Linked DNA regions of Triticum aestivum: region 2 is linked to region 1. A link is a contact called in public Hi-C data. All regions are on one chromosome and are shown on one strand. Each heading gives the region's core, a stretch centred on a gene start, on an enhancer-like site or on the middle of the called end of the contact. The rest is flanking DNA. Distances are from core to core; before and after follow the strand shown. Region 1 has its middle 4.6 kb from the start of LOC123107133. Region 2 holds the start of LOC123103921 (homeobox-leucine zipper protein HOX11).

The links. A called contact is a pair of places that touch in the nucleus more often than the background predicts.
Region 2: a contact with region 1 is called in a Hi-C map of leaf, with 4 times the contacts expected there. The contact joins the promoter of LOC123103921 here to the enhancer-like site in region 1. A contact is called at or near these places in 3 of 5 Hi-C or Micro-C datasets (leaf and root) and 1 of 1 datasets of contacts at active chromatin or transcription factors (leaf).

The regions. Positions count from the first base shown.
Region 1 is chr5A:447,796,447-447,802,839 of IWGSC CS RefSeq v2.1, reverse strand. No RefSeq gene overlaps it. Among protein-coding and RNA genes, the nearest start is that of LOC123107133, 4.6 kb to the left of the region's middle. Within about 2 kb of position 4,744, at least 7 of the 8 cell types and tissues checked have an H3K27ac peak or open chromatin away from gene starts, as enhancers often do. A contact at or near this core is called in leaf and root, where this site is marked.
Region 2 is chr5A:448,386,382-448,392,737 of IWGSC CS RefSeq v2.1, reverse strand. LOC123103921 (homeobox-leucine zipper protein HOX11) reads right to left here and starts at 2,778. Exons shown (of 4, transcript XM_044525615.1): 1 at 2,474-2,778; 2 at 2,002-2,333; 3 at 1,835-1,914; 4 at 1,083-1,702. The coding sequence starts at 2,729. The coding sequence ends at 1,315.

The DNA of each region.
Region 1 (6,393 bases), core at 3,495-5,994:
GGCATGCACGCAGAGTGAGGAGTGAGGAGTGAGCAACTGCATGCACGGAGGGACCCACGGCCGCGCGCGGCGCGTCAGGCTCGTCACGCCAGCCGGGGCGACGTCAATTATTGCCGGAGTCATGCAGCAATCACGACCTCACGCCGACGGACTGGACACTTAAGACGGGCACGGGCGCAGACTGTTCGACAGAGAGAGAGAGAGGTCGCAACACCCAACGGGGCTCGTAGCCCGTGCGGCCGGCCGTGCGTGCCCTCCTCCTAGCGACGGGCGGTGGTAGGGGCCACGGCCGCGCAGGTGACGCACGAGGCGTGGCCTCGAGCGAGCGGGCCCGCCGGCGATCGATTTAATAGGCGTGCATGTCATTCGGCCCGCCGGTCGGTGCCGCAGGACGACTCGACGGTACTGTACTGTAGAGAGGAGCGGCGGCAGCATGCGGCTACGTGACGGGGCCGTCAGGGGAGCCGCTTCCCGGCCGCTGGCACTGTCGCGGCATGCCGTGTGATTCGCGCCCTCCTCCGCCGCTGGCTGGCTTGGCGAGCTGACACGCACTGGACAGGACCAGGGGCACAGGGAGGGGCGGGGAGCTCGTCGCGCGATCTCTTTTCCCGTCTCGCCCGCGGTGGCGCATGGCCGGTCCCATCGCAGTTGCTTTTATTGGGAAGGAAGGAGATCTTTTGGGCGCGATTCGCTCCCCCGTTCCATCCACCCGTCAGGTCCGGCTCGACTCGATCGGCAACCCTCCCCGGCTCCGGAGTGCTCCCTGCTGCTAGCACTGCACTGCAGTCATGGGCATGAAAAAGCCAACGGCGGGGATCCGAGCATGCGTCGACATCGCCTCCAATCATGCAAAACGTTTTTCTTTTGCACATGTAGTATATACACTCAAGACTCAAGCCTCAGCAGCACAAATAAAAACTTTTAAAATTCAAGAGGAAGGAGGGAGAGAAACTCGGCACTCTGGTCCAGGAGTAGCGTGTGTGGCGTACGTGACCGGGAACGATGGAAAGGAGAGGAGGATACGGCCATGTCTCGCTTCCAGGAACAGCAGCGGCAGCCATGCGCGGGCCTTGACAATGATACTACCTACCACCACCCGTCACTATTGGGATACAACCACACGGCACAGCGGCAAAGACGCATGTATGGACCGTCGACTTGATCGAGACAAGGCGCACGCAATAGCCAAAGGAAATATTGTCGCGGACGGCCATGTTTCAGTGTGAAATTACTACGTACGTACAGTATACAGCAGCGAAGTTCTTGCCCGCGTGTTTTCAGTTTGGATACAGAATACATCTTCCAACCACGTTCGGAAGATTGCCGGTTCGGTGGCCAGCATAGCAGCACTAGCAATGCATGGACGTCTTGTTGCGAAGAAGCATCCTCTTCCTCCCGGGCCTGCAGTAGTACCAGTAAAGCCAAGCCAATGCAAGCACACAGCCTGCATTGCACTCGGCTTTTGCATGATTGATGTAGTAGAGCAGAAGCTGAAAGATTGATGCATACACACATGTAGAGTAGCAGCAGAAGCGAGAGGCGAGAGGCGAGGCCACTCATGGAGGGCATGCAGAAGCAAGCGACACAGGCCCGGTGCCCCCATTAGCATGTTGGGCAATAGGGGGACGCCGGGCCTGGAGGCAGCACGGAGCGCGCCAAGCCTCCTGCTAAAGCATTTATACGTGGCGAACTTCGAGGTGCATGCATGCATGCAAGCTTGGGGTGGTGGTAGTACGTGTACTTGCCCGTGATTATGGGCGGTACCGGCCGAGATCCCGCCCGACGATCCTCGCAGCACGGTACTGGCCGTCGCCGATTCGCTACCCCTACCGGTCAATGGGTACGCCTGCCTGCTACTCCTCCTCCTAGTAGAGTATATTATGCGTGCATGAGTAATGGCGAATATGGGGCGTGCAATATGCTCTGCCATAACTGGCCATTACTGGCCTCCTCATCCTGGGTCAGACGCGTTTGGTGGCGGGAAGTTATGGCAAGGGTCGAGGAGAGGAGAGGAAGAAGCTCGCCCAGGCCCAGCGCACCGCACCGCGCCGCACGGCCGGGATCTTCGAGCAGATCTGCCCGCCCGGAATTTATATTACAGAACTACGGCCGCTGGGCTGCTGCTAGTGCTAGGTGGTGATAATGGACCGATGATGTGATGTGATGGCCACGCAGGCTTTGCTTAACTGAGCAAGCAGTACGCTTACTGTACTTGGCAGAGTCCTGGAGCGCATCAAAAGAATTCGTCCACAGTGCTGCTGCTGGGATTTCGCTCGTCCGTAGGCTGGGCCCTTCGTTTTCATTTCCTGACTGGCTGATGATGATGATGATGGCGGATTCGTCGCTTTTTGTTTTTGTTTTTGATTTTTTTTTGAGGGGTGTAACACACTTTATTAATCAAAAGCCACAGTTTGTGGAATACAGTTTGCATGGGATTAACAAGCCATACATGGCGCCCCTGCTGAAGAGAAAGAGCTGATCTAGCTATCTTGTGAGCGTCACCATTCGACGCCCGCCCCTCAAACACAAATTTACAATTAAACGCAGAGGCTCTCAGGCCAATCTCTGTCAAGATCGCACCATATCTACCCATATAACCCTTGTTAATATCATTGACCACCTGTTGGGAATCTGAAGCTATGATGAAATCATGGATGTGCAAGTCTTCAGCCAACGACATCGCCTCCCGGCATGCGATCGCTTCCAGAGTCCCGACATCGTCGACACCTCTTATCACTAATGCTGAACTGCCCAGGTACTGTCCGTGGTCATCTCTGCAAATGGCTGCCGCTGAACCTCCTCTGTTAAAATTCATTACGCCGGCATCAACGTGAATTTTGGCAAACCCTACTGGCGGTGCCTTCGGACTAGTTGTGGGTGCTTGATTATTCTGTCTGGAGCTTCTCGCCTCGCCCATTGGCTTGCTTACACCCAGGCTCTGCATCTCGCTTATAAATCTCTCAACAAAACCATGGGTAGCATAAGGGCTCTGGAAATTTCCTTCATGAATAGCTTGTCGGCGAGCCCACCATATCGCCCAAAGTGTAACTGCTAGTTTGACAAAAGAAGCATGCGACAACACTTCCATCATTGAGAAGAGCCAAAGTTTGGCGTTCGGCTCCATAGATGAACTTAGCTGTTCCACTTGATCTGCATCTGCTAGAGCCCAAACACATCTCGCCGAGGTACACTCCAGCAATGAGTGACGCCATGAGTCCGGCGCACCACATAGTCCACATGAACTCGTTGTTGACATATTTCTGTGTGATCTGACATCCTCTGTGGGCAGAGATTGCTTAGCAAGTCTCCACAAAAACATCCGAACTTTGCTGGGCACTTGCACTTTCCACAAAAGCTTCCATGCTGAACCTTCCGAGTCCGTACTTGAGGAGCCCGCTGTTTGCTCAAGCCATGCCTCTCTCCTCCTCCTGGTGGAAACCAACATAGCATAGGCAGACCGTACCGTAAATATGCCGGACTTTTCATAATGCCACGACCAGAAATCTGCTATATTTTTTGTGCATAAAGGTATTCTCAGAACGATAGGAATATCCATTGGCATGAGTACCTGTTCTAACTTATCCCTATTCCATGTCGCCGAGGTAGCATCAATGAGCTCCGAAACATGTACCGGCGGGTGAGTTACCCTGCTCCCGTACGGACGCAACATCTCCGTGCGAGGCAACCAGTTATCGTTCCAAATATTTGTGGTTTCTCCATTGCCAATACGTTTGATCAGTCCTTGCTTCAAGACCTCTTTGCCTTCTATAACAGCTCGCCAAATTTGGCTAGGGTGGCTTCCCAGTGAAGCTTCCAGAAAAGGCGTGGTTGGGAAATATATGCTCCTCAAGATGCGAGCACTTAGAGATTCAGAATTTTGCAATATCCTCCATGCTTGTTTAGCAAGCATCGCCAAGTTAAAGAGTTCAAAGTCTTTAAAACCCAAACCACCCATATTCTTGGGTTGTGTCATTGCCTTCCAGGACACCCAGTTGGGCTTGCGTTGTCCATTCTTGCTTCCCCACCAAAATTTCCGAATTAGCATGTTCAAGTGCTCGCACAGCCCTCTTGGATGTTTGAAGCATGACATAGAATAAACCGGGACAGCTTGGGCTACTGCTTTAACCAAAACCTCTTTTCCTGCCATGGACAAGTTTTTTTCAATCCAGCCTTGGACTTTGTTCCACAACCTATCTTTCAAATATTTGAAGGCTCCATTCTTAGACGTACCAATATCACTAGGCATACCAAGATATTTTTCATTCAAGGTTTCATTTGGTACGTGCAGTATCCCTTTAATTTGCTGGCGCACACTGTCAGGAACTCCCTTACTGAAGAAAAGTGAGGACTTGTCATAATTTATCCGCTGCCCCGAAGCTTGACAATAAACATCCAAGACATGTGGCATTCTTGAGCGAGAGAACAAGGTAAAGGCCCAACTGAGCCTAGCCCGCTTGGACATGTGGCCCGCGAGGGACGCGGAGCCCGCATTGGCCCGTATGATATCCCGCTTCCCCGGAGGTCCCACCGGCGGCGGATAAGCCGCAATGATGCGTGGACGGGCCCGCAAGTCGGGCTCCGGCCGACAGCACGCCAGGCGCAATCATTAGTACGGTCGCGACCGCTCCGCCCGATCTCGCGATGGGCCCCGCAATTATTTCCCCTTGATTGGCCCGGTTCCGCCTTGCCTCTCTTTCGTTCTTGGCGGGTCGGGTCGGGTCGGGTCGGGGCTGGGCTGGCTGGAGAGGCTCGGAGCCCGCTAGTAGCGTGTACCGTACGGGAGCCGCGTGGTAACGTGACTGGAACGGGTCACGCCTGCCGCTGGTGGATGGCGACCGGCGATGGAATCCAATGGCCGCGCCCGTAGCGTCGACCGGTCTCCCGTCATTGCTCACCGCCGGTGGTTTCTTTGGTGGGTTGGTAACAGAATGCAGCTGCAGTAAAAAACCATTTGTTAAAGAATACTACTGTATCCACCGCAACGAAAAAAAAAGAATACTACTGTATAACAGTAAGATCATTTGTTAAACCATACGGAGCGTGGCCATGGTTGTGAGCACGAGTATTTTCTCAACCCGAATCCGTCGACGAGTGGCAGCTACCGACCGGCGCTGGTTGCCGAGTGGGCCTGTGCCGCCTGGTCGTCCATGGCCCCGGCGAGCACGCCTCCGGCCGGACAAGCCGCCCATGATTGCCCTCGTCATCGTCTCGCCGTGCACCGTCGCCTCATCATCACTCTTTTCTCTCGCGGCATGCCCTGGTCGGATGAAATCATTCCGTGGACATTTTTCACTCACGGGCCAGCAGTGCCGGCTTGATACTATGATACGATCCATGCATGCTGCCTCCCTGCCTGCCAGCCAGTTCGCGCAAGCATACATGACTATCACTACGCTGTCCCAAGGTCCACATCACACAGATGTTTCAAGCTAGGCCAAGCTCAGTTCATGCGGAAATTTGAGCTGGTAAATAACAGCGGAAAGCATATTCTAGCGCTTCCTCTCCCGTCTAGGCTTTGGCTGAACTTGAACGTGCGACCGATATAGGTCTCGATTATTATTCGCCCTTGCTCAGCGGTAGTACTGCTACGAGTTACTATTTCCGAACGATGGGGCGTGCGAGCGTAGACCTCCACGCCGGCAGGAACAGTTCCCCGGAGACCAGCCTGGCAGGGGCAGCAAACGTACGCCCATCGGCCCATGCCTGTCGTCGACGACAAGCCCGGGGCGGCATTAACTTCCACGGGAGACCGACCAATCATGCGGAGGCTGTGCGTGCAATCACTAGCGCGGCTCGATCGGCGCCCCGGCCCGCGCGCGCCGGTGCCGCATGCCATGGCTGGCAATGGCAAGCGGCACCGTACTGTAGCACGCACTCGAGCAGCCAGGACGAGCCTAGCCGCGTGAACGCCAACAGCACCTGAGCCGCTCGCGTGACGGATCACGGGCTCCCCCCCATGCACAATCATGGCCGTCATTATGCCGGGAATGACCCCGTGAGGCGCGAGAGCGACGGCGAAACGGATCGGCGACGCAACGGCCCCGGCCTACGCGGCGCGATCATGATGCTACGCGCAGTACGGCCACTCCCGGAGAAGTACGCGCAGTACTACTACGACATTAACGTCAAGCTGCTGTCCTGTGATGAGACATAACCAGGAAATAAAGCTAAACACGACGGGGAGGGAACACATGATTGCGGACGTCAAGCAGCACGAGGATTGGGCTGGTGCGGGCGGGCGTGCGTGCAGCGCGGCAATCATGTGGATCTCGGCGAAGGAAAAGCTTGAAAAACTCAGAAAACGAAGTGAAGAAAAGAAGAAAGAAAGCGCGGGAAAAGCCTTCCGGGCCGCGCTCGCTTTGACCAGGGAGGCAAAGCTCTCGCGTCAGGTGG
Region 2 (6,356 bases), core at 1,529-4,028, 590 kb before region 1:
GTTGCCGTCAGCAGAGCAGGACGGACGGACGGGCATCGATCGGCATCATTGCTGAATCTTCCGTTCCGTGCCGTCCCGCAAGTAAAAGATCCATCAACAAGACCCGCGGCCCGTTTCCGTGCGGCGGCATTGGTGGGGGGCCGGCCGCCGTGATCCGGGGAGAAAGATCTTTGGGGTCGTCAGACTCGGCTTGGCCTCGTCTAGATAGGGCGTTAAATGAACGGATGAGTGACTGCGCTCCTGGCCATGCACGAGTCATGACATTGACACGGACCCCGCGCTGCGTTGCATTCATCGGTCGCCTTCCTCGTTGTCACTCGCGACGTGGACTCCGAGGCGACGGTTTCCGGGGTCGTGTTTATGGGCGAGGAGACGAGAACGAAAATGCGTGTACACTTGACGATGGGGCGGGCATGGTGGGGGAGCAGCAGCGGTGGCATTGCCAGTAGATGGGGGTACGGCAATGGGCACTGGCATCGGCATTGGCGTGCCAAACCGGGGCAGCACGACACGAGGACCACCTGTACAACGTTGTAGTACTCCTTGACAGCTCCTGCGTATGGCGCGGTCGGCGCTGCGCAGTGCTCGCTTGATGATACGACCACTCATCCGTCGTAAGTAAGCACTGTTGCATTGTTCATACGCTACTACACCATAGTTAGTACTAGCACTTGGCTGCAAAACAGTTTGAGTCGTAGCATGGTTGAGCGCACCACACACACACACGACGCCGCATCTTTTCACCCTCGATCTTCGAGTAAAATCTTATCTACGCTTTCACTCACTCTACCAGTAAAGAGCGAGTGGCAGTAGTGGGCGTCGATGCGCACACGCTCTGGGCTGGGTGGGCGTCATGATTTCACAAATCAGCGGCGCAGACCCCCCCAACACCATCGCGGCAAGCGAGCAGAAACGCCACAGCGCCTTTCAGGCCTCAGCTACACCCCCCCCCCCCCCAAAAAAGTGGGACTAAATTCCGCTTTCTTTCACGTCCTCCCTCACGGATACGTACTACTAGTACACTTTTTTTTTTCAATCTCTCATCACGAGGCACGTCTCAAAAACGGTAAAATGCACGGAGATTGATCGAGGCTAACAGCGAACTCTGATGCAACAATTTTCCTTTAAGCATCCGGGCCGTCCGGGCAGCAAATCTGACGGCAGACGCGGTTCCACTCGGGCTGGGGCTCTCGTTTCTCACGGACCCCGCCCTCGGCGAATGGCGAGCCACAAAAAATCCCGACACGAGGAGCGGAAATATTAAGGCGGGCGTATTTACAAGCAGGCCCTCCCTCCCTTCGCCGGCCGGCCAAGTCACGAGCTCGACGGCGCCGGCAATGGAGGCTGGGGCTGCGGGGCGGCCAGCGGGAAGCTCCTGGCCGACGAGAACAGCGCGGCGAACGACGAGGGCCTGTGCTGCTCCGGAGCGGCCGCCGGCGAAGCAATGCCGGCGCCTGAGGCGGGCGCGGGGGCAGCGGGCGAGGGGGCCGCCGCGGAGGCCGGGGCGGAGTTGGAGGCGACGCGCTCGCAGGAGGGGCACATGGAGAGGGTGGTCGCCGGGAGGTGCATGTAGAAGGGGTGCACCGTCTTGAGCGCGCGCAGCTCCGCCAGCTCCTTCTGCAGCCGCCGGTTCTCCTCCGTCAGCGTCTCGCAGCAGCGCTTCAGGTACTCGCAGTCCACCTCCGTCTGCTTCAGCTTCGTCCTGCACGCGCCGAGCCCAAAGCCAAAGCCAGCGCGCTTTTATTTAATGGTTTTTGCTTGACCGGCCAAGATTCTTGGTCGAGACGAGAGAGACAAAGGAGCAGGAAAAGAAAAGGATTTCATGGCGCCGCACCTGGCCCTGCGGTTCTGGAACCACACCTCCACCTGGCGCGGCCGGAGGTTGAGCTGCTTCGCCAGCGCCACCTTCTGCCTCTGCGCGCGGCGGAGCCATGGGCGTCAGAACGAGAGGAAATGGTTAAGCAAACGGGGTTGGTCACCGTGGTTGATGTGCATGCTTACGGGGTTGAGGGTGCTGTGCTCCTTGAAGCTCTCCTCCAGGAACGCGGCCTGCTCCTTGGAGAGGCGCAGCTTCTTGCGCGCCGAGCGGCCGTCGTCCTCGTCGCTGCCGCGCGAGCCGCCGGCGCCCGGGGCGGCGTCGCTGGCGCCGCGCGCGGAGAAGTCCATCGGGAAGGAGCCCCCGCTGTCGTTGGGCGAGGACGACACGGCCGCCCGCGCCGCCGCGGCGGTGTCCTCCTGCTCCTCCTCCGCCGCCGCGCAGGCGCCCCAGGCCGAGCCCCCGGACGACGGCGCCTGGTTCACGTCGAACCCCCGCGTCGACGCCTCCAAATGCCCTGAGGAACGGAACGGAACAGATCGGATCGCCCCGTCTCAGCACCACTACTCCGGCGGCGATCTCATCGCACGGCATGCAGAAACAAACACAAATCCAAGAAACGGAAAGGAAAAGGCAAGCATGCATCGCATCACTCACTGCTCTCGGACGGCCACGGGAAGCCGAGGCTGGGCACCATGGGCAGGAGCGCGAGCCGCATGGCCGGCTCCGGCGACGAGCCGCACCCCAACGCGAGCCCACCCCTGGCGGCGGCGGCGACATCGTGATCCCTCCTCCCCTCGCCCTCCCTCGCCGCCCCCGGGCCGACCCCGACCCCGACCCCGACCCCGAGCCCCAGAACCAGCTCCCGGCCGGCGTCCGCCATGGCCTCCCCCAAGCTCAGCCTCAGCTCCATGCCTACCAGCAGGACGGACGACGACGGTGGGATATGGGACCGTGGAGACGCGCAAGGATTCGGAGGTTTTATAGGGGCGGGGACAGGGACGGGACTCCCCTCCCTCCCTCCCTCCCTCCTCTCTCTCCTCCGTGTGTGAGCTATAATGGCGGGTTTGACCAGTTGACGGGGCGCCCGCACGTGACCCGGTGGGAAAGGGGCGGGGCCGCCGTGCGATTCCGGCGTTCGCCGGGGTGGTTCGCGGCAAAAGCGGCGCGGTAATAATCATGTTAATCATTATCGCGGGCTCTACGTATCTTTCCCCTTTTATAAACAGCGCCCGCGATCTTTTCCAGAAAGCTGCCCGCGCAGCTGCTGCTGCTGCATGCCGCTCCTCCTCTCCGGCTCTTCTTCTCCGGCCGCGCACCCGCAGATTCTTTATGGCCGAATTTATGCCGCATGGCCGTCGACCCGTCGTGCATGCTGGACCTGGAGCTGTGCGTCAGTAAGTAATTTTGGAGTGCAGACGAGTGAGATTCTAGCTAGGGGCATAGCACCAAGGAGGAGGAGGGAGAGGAATGATGGGTGCAGAAAAGGAATGGGAAAAGATACTGTATTTTCCAAAGAGGAGGAATGATGAATGTGCGGTACGTAGATGGTGCCGTGTGTGTTCATATGATCGGTGTTCTCCCTGGCCTGCATGGAAGTCCATGATGGTAATTAGAGCCTATAATTGCATGCGATGGCAATGGCAATGGGATGGAATGAGATCTACTTATATCTATACCAAAGAAAGAAAGAAAGAAAATGCGTGCATGCCCATGTAATTCATGATGCATGCGTGAGGAGCAGATGGGCAGCTCCAGGCCAGGAGCTGCGGCGGAGGAGATCGGTCGAGCCGATCCGTGTCTGCGGGGAATGTGGAGAGAAGTAGTAGTGGTAGCAGCAACTCTTTTCTTCCCCTGCAAATTTGCATGCAGGCACGCATGATTACGGCCATCAATTCCTCATCCACCGCCATGCATGCATCATCATCGTCGTCGTCGTCATCATGTGTGTGTGTGTGGCTTGGCTACCTGCGTGATATTAAGCAATCCTGTTGATGTGTACAACGGGGACAAGCCGCTGGGGTCGTTCGCTCGCCGCAATCATGGCATGGCGCATCGGCGTCATGGGTGCTGCTTGCATGCATGCATACATACACAGTACATACGGCCGCCCCAGCGAGCAGCAGCTTGGCTTGCGGCAAGCCGATCGCCCTGCTGCGGGCCCTGTGCGTGCCCTGTCCCTGCGACGGATGGCCATGGCCGATGGCGACCATGATGGTGGTGGCCTGCCCCTGCCGTTGGGCGATGTGTGTTGTGATGGATGATGGATGGATGGAGGAGTGGCGCCGGTGCAGGCGCATCAGGGCGCAATCATGGGTGTTTGTACGCATAGTACCCGGGGCCGGCCGGGGGTTCCTTTCACCGCAAAAGCAGCCCCCTCCGGTTTTCTACAAGTGTGCAAAGTGTGAATCATGCATGCCATCATGCATGCCCACAAAAAGGTCAAAAGGCCCTTGATGGATGGGCAGCGCAGCGCTAATCCTCCTCCTCCTCCTCCTTTCTCGCGCGTGTGATTGACTCGCAGAAACCAAAGGAAAGGATGCATTTTGGGATGGAAATGTGGGAGCTGGTGCAAATCGTTTAAATAGGACCCTAGGGGAAAATGTGTAGGGCATATGTTTGATTTTTCTTTTATGCTTATATTATATGGTGGAGTGCTTCCAAAGGAAAGGATGCATTTGTTGTTACTTGTGTTGATTGGTTTGAGTGATGAGTGGTATGGTCTAATCATGGGGAGAACGTTCAAAGCCATGGATGACGTGGTGCAAAAGTGTCTAGCAGTTCGATTGATTTCTTCTTGACATGCCGTGAATACAGTGTGCCAATGCTTGTGTTTATACATATGAGCTCATCATGCATGGGTATTTGGTAGCTCCTGTGTTTAATTTCCCTTTCGAAGGGAAAGGTCCATGCTCTTGGTTTTCCCCTTCTCTATCATCATTGCTAAAATGTTGAATGTCTACTAGATATGCCTATTTCAAGGCGCACATTTGGTTGCTGGTGAAATTAAACCAACATCTTCTCTAGCGACGATCAACCTTTCTACATTCGCACCATTCGGGAAATGAGAGTGGAAGAAATCGACAAGTTTGATGTGCATAGCACATGGCGTGGTTAGTAACTTCAATCAGACGTGACATGACCGCCTCTGAACCCATTGAGACACGGTGGGCGTCAAACGTGAGCGGCAAAACACATTTGATTCAAGATCGTCCGAAAGACCTCTGTCTCTTTCTTTATTTCCCCATTCATACCCGGTGGGCGGCAACACAAACTCGACTGGGCCGAAATCGATGTAGTCAAATATTTTTAATAGGGGCAAGTTTGTAACTTCACTCAGACGTGACACAACCGCCCTACCTGTCAGCCCCGTTCATACACTGTAGGCGCCAACCATGGGCGCCAAAACACCCTCTCCTCGCCTGAAATCGCTCTAGGCAAATATTGGGGAGATGCGAGATTACTGTCCTATCCCCTACCGAAGAGACGTCCAAATTTTAAACGGGGGCTAAGGTCGTAACTTTCCCATATTTCAGACAGGCGCGTCCCAAAGACATAGTTCTCCGTACCTCTTCCTCCATTTTCCCATTCATACACCGTCCGCGCTAGAACACCATCCCACACCAGTCTCCTCCGTCTGCCACCCCATCCATCGCTGCCGTCCTCCACCATGCTAGAGCGCCTACCAAGACAGCGTCATCCACTTCTAGAGATGAACGTTTCTCATCCACAGTAACAGACCAGGAGCCATGCATCGCGTCCTCTTGCTTCAACGGCGCCGTCGTCCTCCTTGCCGGGGCTGCTCCGACGACCTTCTCGTCCACCGCAACGGGACTTATCCCCCAATGCATCCGTCTACCGTCGCAGATCTGCTTCCATGCCACCGACAGCCATCGCACCCCCGATGCCTACATGGCGCCGCAAGAGAGGTGGTACTTCGTAACTTGGTTACCGTAGTTTCTTTTGAACTCTTAGAATCTTAGTTCTTAGTTTGAAGTAAACAATGGTTGCTAAGTAGCATTTATGCGGTTTACAGCTTCAAATCTGCCATGGCACGGTCATAATAGGGTTTAGTTGATCATGCTTAGGGTTTTCCCCCTTTTATGATCACTATACGATCAGCCTATGTGCTTCGTGTCATAATAGCACTACTCCACCCATCTATCAAAACAAGCTTAGTTGTTCAAATTTGAATATGATATTATTAAAACAGAGTCGTTAAATTGGTCAGCTAAAGGTTCCTAATTTAGTTTTGAAAACGCATGTACGCCGCTGGGGTGTGGATCTACAGGGTGCACACGGTGGGCCGCGGCCCAACCTGGAATTTTGGGTCGGCGCAGATCCCGATTCCCCTCTGTTCTGCTGCGCTTCCGATCTCTACTCGCCCCCAGTGAAGGAAATATGCCCTAGAGGCAATAATAAAGTTGTTATTTATATTTCCTTATATCATGATAAATGTTTATTATTCATGCTAGAATTGTATTAACCGGAAACTTAGTACATGTGTGAATACATAGACAAACAGAGTGTCACTAGTATG